2 separate regions of the Mus musculus genome follow, and region 1 is linked to region 2. Evidence: chromatin contacts called from public Hi-C data. All regions are on one chromosome and are shown on one strand. The core of a region is the stretch at or near the end of the contact, and the rest is flanking DNA. Distances in the headings are between cores, read along the strand shown. Region 1 has its middle 40 kb from the start of Tspan13. Region 2 holds the start of Agr2 (anterior gradient 2).

The links. A called contact is a pair of places that touch in the nucleus more often than the background predicts.
Region 1: a Hi-C map of uterus shows a contact between it and region 2. The contact joins the enhancer-like site here to the promoter of Agr2 in region 2. A contact is called at or near these places in 1 of 39 promoter capture datasets (pre-B cells), 8 of 484 Hi-C or Micro-C datasets (the G1E-ER4 cell line, bone marrow, cumulus cells and 3 more), 1 of 115 datasets of contacts at active chromatin or transcription factors (embryonic stem cells) and 2 of 9 other capture datasets (liver and pancreatic islet).

Annotation. Positions count from the first base shown.
Region 1 is chr12:36,080,717-36,083,416 of GRCm38.p6, forward strand. No RefSeq gene overlaps it. Among named protein-coding and RNA genes, the nearest start is that of Tspan13, 40 kb to the left of the region's middle. Within about 2 kb of position 1,310, at least 13 of the 459 cell types and tissues checked have an H3K27ac peak or open chromatin away from gene starts, as enhancers often do. A contact at or near this core is called in uterus, where this site is marked.
Region 2 is chr12:35,991,564-35,994,263 of GRCm38.p6, forward strand. It overlaps Agr2 (anterior gradient 2), which reads left to right and starts at 1,362. Exons shown (of 8, transcript NM_011783.2): 1 at 1,362-1,406.

The DNA.
Region 1 (2,700 bases), core at 60-2,559, 89 kb after region 2:
TGACAAAGGCAATATAAAGTAGATAAAGACAATGGATAAATTGTAATTATTAGTTGTATCACTACTACTGCTGTTTTTCTTATTTTGAGATGGTGTCTCACTATGTGGCAATCTGGCCTCCAACTCATTATGTCACTTAGTCTGGCCTTGAACTAGATCCTCTTGTTTCAGCCTCCTTAGTACTGGGATTATAGACATGTGCCACTACCCAGGCCTAAAATGGAAGTCTGAAAAATCCTCAGGTAAATTAAAGGGAACCAGGAAAGGAGATGGAGGAACAAATGCAGAGAGAACACCAAGAGAAAACTGCAAGTTTGTAGATTGAAATCCAATGGTTTAAAAATCATAGGAAATTTAATATATTTTCTCCATTAATGCTATAATGGGCAAATTAAAAAACAACTCACTATAGGTGTTTAATCTCAAGACATTACCACCCACCAATGTCTCAGTGATATTTATACAATACCCCACCTATCCTTCTTAGTGTTGGCTACTCAGCATAGCCTAGAATCATCTAAGAGGAAAACCGGAATGGACAAATTGCCCAGATCAAATTAGTTCATTGCAATGTCTTTTGGGAATTGTCTTAATTGCTTACTGACGTATGAGGTTGCAGCCCAGCCTGGACAGTACTCCTCCCTGGATAGGTGGTCTCCGGATGCATAAGGTTAACTGAACATCAGTTCAAATGAGACAGCAAGCATGATTTCATAGTTCTGCTGTACTTCATCAAAGGGTCACCGAATTCTGAGAACCTGCTGTTATGAGTGATGGTTGAGTATAATGGAAGGAAGAAAGAAGAAAGAAGGGGGCAGGGAGAGAGGGAGAGAGGGAGGGAGGGAGGGAGGGAGGGAGGGAGGGAGGGAGGGAGGAAGGAAGGAAGGAAGGAAGGAAGGAAGGGAAAAAGAAAGAACCTGAATATATTATTTTCTTGTTAATAAGATTTAAAAAGCTGAGAAAAACTGGCTTTCAGAAGGTGTTCCCACATGCTTGCGGATGAGTTTATAACAGCTAGCAGTTATTTCTGCAGCTCAAGGTGAGTCATACAGCCACAGGCCACTGACATCTATTAACTGACGTCAGGGAAGAGCTACTAAAGATGCCAGGTCACCTTGTCCCCAGAAACATTCCTTGCATTGCCCTGTCTTTCTCTTTCAGTCTGCCCTTCAGTTTTGTTTTGTTTTGTTTTGTTTTTTTAACCAGGAAAATGAAATATATCATCTTCCCAGTTCCTTACCTTGTACCAATGCCTGAGCCTATCTCTGCTCTTCTGCCTTTTTAGGGATGTGTTCAAGATGGGTTGACATCTGAGGCTTTGTGTTCAAGCCAGCCATGCCTCAGAGTCCAGGAGAGCCAGCGACTGGCTGAGAAGTCAGTAGTGGATTCGGGAAGCCTGTGCTTTTGATGGTTTCCAGGAGATTCCGATGCTAACCATTTGGGACCTATCCTTAGCAAACCCACAGAGTTTCTTTGCTAATGGGTAAAGAAATGCTGACAAAGGAACAAGGATGTACTCAGGATTTTACATAGTGTTAAGAAGTTGAGTTATTTCCAGCTCTGCTCTTAAGATTATTTTAGAGACAGACAAATGGTCCAGGAGGCTGAGGCTGACTGTTCTAAAGCTGGAGGCCAACCTGGGATAGAGAGCAATCTCCTACCGCTCTGAGAAGGCGTTTGGAAAAGCTAAACTAGAAACTATGGAATAGTCTTTAAAACAATTAAATTTTATTTTATTTTCTATTTGTGTGTGTGTGATTCAATAGTTTGAGTGTGGAGGTAAGAAAACAGCTATTGAGAGTGGGTTCTCTTCTTCTATCATGAGATTGAATCTAGGCCGTCAGGTTTGAGTACTGAATGCCTTTACCACCTGAGCCCTCTTGCCAACCTCAATAGCCTTTGATCTGTTCATGGTCTCATTCTTGGGAAACAGGGTTGCTTCAGAGTGGTTTTCCAGGAAAGGATTAGGAAGGATCTATCCTAGTGGTTCTCAGCCTATGGTCAGCAGATCCTCCAGATGATGCCGTGAGCACTAGGGAGAGGTAGTGACCAAGCCAGTGGTAGGTTCTGCCTGATTTAGGGTATAGGAGGCAAACTCAGGACGTCAGGTGATGACAAGGGTGTTTGTTGGCTGGTACAGAACTAGGTGACACTTCGAAACATATCAAATAGTGTTGGGATTATATTAGAAATGTATGATGGAATCATTGTGATAGGTTTCACAGCATGGCAGTAAAGCTGCTTCCTTCTATCAAAACACTGAGCAGTGGTCTGGCTGCGCTCCCCATGCATTTAAGCAGGTACGAGGATAAGCCGAAATTCAACCTTTTACAAAGGAATTTTTAATCCACATTTGCTCGTTTACTCATTCAGACATTTACTGAATACCAACTTCCTGCCAAGCTATGATCGGTGCTATATGACAATCAAAAACAGGGTTGATATCAGGTGTGGTGGCTCAGACCTGGAGTCCCAGAAGGGCAGCACCCTGGAGGCAGCAGCAGAGGGGTAATGAGTTCAAAGACAGCCTTGCCAATCTGACAATTCCTGGCCACTGTTAAACAGAGTTTTGCAAATACAATCTCCCTGTATTTGAATGCTTGGCCATAGGGAATGGCATTATTAGGAGGTGTGGTCTTATTGCAGTAAAGTGTGTCACTGTGATTTAAGATCTCCTTATGCTCAGGTTCCACCCAGTGC
Region 2 (2,700 bases), core at 112-2,611:
GCTCAATCCTGGAGGCTCCACACAGACCATTGATGTGTCAGCAGCGTTAGGTTCTTCTCTTCTTGGCCTGTAGATGAAGTCATTATGTGCCTGTGTCTCTGACCTAAGTTTCTTTCCTATGAGAATAACAGTCATATTAGATTAGAACCCAGTCTAATGACCTATTTCACTTACTTTAAATTTCTTATTCATTTATTTCAATTACTTTCATTTTATTTACTTACTGTGGTACTTAGAATCAAATTCAGAGCCTTGCACATACTTAACAAATGCTTAATCTCTCTTTAAGACCCTCTCTCTGTGTATGATCATCTGATGAGGTCCTGGGAATTACAGCACATGGATTCCTTTAAAACACATCTCAACCATACCTCTTGGTAATTAAAAACATCTCTAATTTGCTGTAATTCACTATAATGATATAACAGCTATCCTGGAGTATTCCTGTGTCTAATTTCATGCTGGTAAAGCTCTGGTTATGGTACAACAAAGATGAGGTAATTATTACAACATCCTGCACATACTGGGGTATCTGTGGCATCCTTGGTACATCAGTCCTGAAACGAAGCCAATATCTACAGTAGCTTTGAGATGCGTAGGCGAGGGTAATTCTTTTATGCTACTGAGGTGGTACTGTGTGGTCATTCTTTGTGATCTCCTGATGTTGCGATGCACACCCACAAACACACATTTGTACACATATATTAATCATCAGGGCCATTATTAGCTCACAACATTATCCTATCCTTCCTTTCTTCAATAACCTCTCCGAGTTTGAAGAGTCCATGGCGATGATTTGCGGGGTTTATACCTGTGATTAAAGCGCACACAAAAAATGATATTGTGGAAAATAACATGTCTTGTGATCGAGCATGGCCAGCTGTATAACTGTAAGAAGGATTAGAACTGTGAATCATCCTTAAGAAAAAAAAAAAAAAAAAAAAAGCTAAATAAATGCAATCTGCCCAAGAGGGAGGAAATGAATACCTATAAACCACAACTTCTATCCAATCACATACAGACAAATCAGCCTTCAGACCAATCAAACGTCTTCATTTAAAGCTTACCTGGACTTGGCATACTGCCCAGCTTTTCCAAAACTACTCACAATAATACCTTCAACAACAGTTAAAAAACGCTGGTACTCAAACAAAATCAACAGCCTTTTCAACGACTGCTTTAAAAAAGACCAAACAAACAAACAAGGAACGTCTTAACCCAGAGAAGACAATTGCTTGGGAGAGGAAAAGTTTGCTTCTGAGTTAGCAGCCTGTGGAAACAGGATTAGTGGGTGGGATTGGGGTGTGCTCTGCCCATAAATACAGGCTCAGCGCTGCGCTGGCACACTGAGAAACTTGGACGGCAACCCTTGCGGCTCACACAAAGCAGGAGGGTGGGAAGCCCAGGTAAGGCAATTGACAAGCATTGCACTTGCTAGAGTAAGCTTTGGTTGCTGTGCACACAGTTGCAGGTATTCAACCGACAGGATGAAGCCAAGGTTCCCGGGGCAGAAAGCAGGCTCTGGAAAGAGTATCGCCCAATCTCATGGCAGCTTGCAGGGGCCTTTCTTTAGCAAAGAGCAGTGGAGGATCGCATGCATGCCTAGGTTCAGTGTGACACTTGACCCCTCAGGGAACTGGAGGTTTGTGAGTGGGAGGGTGAAATCAAGAGTTTTCAAACCTGTGTTAGGGTTCAGAGAATTCTGGGTGAATCGCTGCTCCTCTCCCACTAGGTAACGCAAGGGTAACGCAAAGGCCCCTGGGTTCCTCCACTGTAGAAACTCAGCTCAGACGAACCCCTGGGATTATTGCAAATCAGGAAACAGTGTACTTAAGTCGTCTTCAGTTTTTAAGACTGTCAGAAGGGAGAGCTGGGCACTTCCTGAAGCAACAGCAACAGAGTTATAGGCAGTGCCAACGTGGACATTAATTGTTCAAGACAAGATGGGGGCAGAGCAACAGTAAAATGCACCAGTTTGGGGGAGGGGGTGATCAATGGCACGGGGGAGGGGAGGGTCTGCAAATTATCAATGCCCCCCCATGATGTCTTCAGACACTGGGGCTTTGTGCTTCAAGGGGTTTACAGAGGATGTTTGTAGAGTAGACTGTGTGCAGAATAGAATGTTTTCATTATGAAAATGCAGTAGAGTGAATTTCAGAAAGCCATAATCTCAGAGCGGGATGTTTGTACAGCAGTGTTATCTTAACCTTCCTTGACGTATCCTGTCATAAAATGCATAGGACATATCAATAGTTCCAGCCTGTAATCTGTAGAGCCATTACAAGGAGTCCTAAGAGCCATTTATACAGCAAACAATTGGACTAAATACACCGCTTTGCCACCAATTTACTTTTACATTTTCAACATATGTAAGTGCTGCTATAAACAACATGTAATCAAATATTTGTTAATAAAACCAAGGAAGGTAATCTGTACTTCTGAACCAGCTTGTATTCCAGAAATAGTATAAGTCTCACATGAAGTACTTCAGCTTTAAATATTAAACAGAACTCATAATTCTAAGAAGGCTGCTAGGTATTGCTAGATTATAATATACTTGAGTTGTTATTATAAAATTTTAGATGATAAGAATCATTGTTAGCATAGCATTCCTGCATCCTTATATATGTAGAAAAATATGACATATCACTGCTCTGCCTTATAGCTTTTCTGAGCCACTGTGTGTCTCTATTCTAAGAC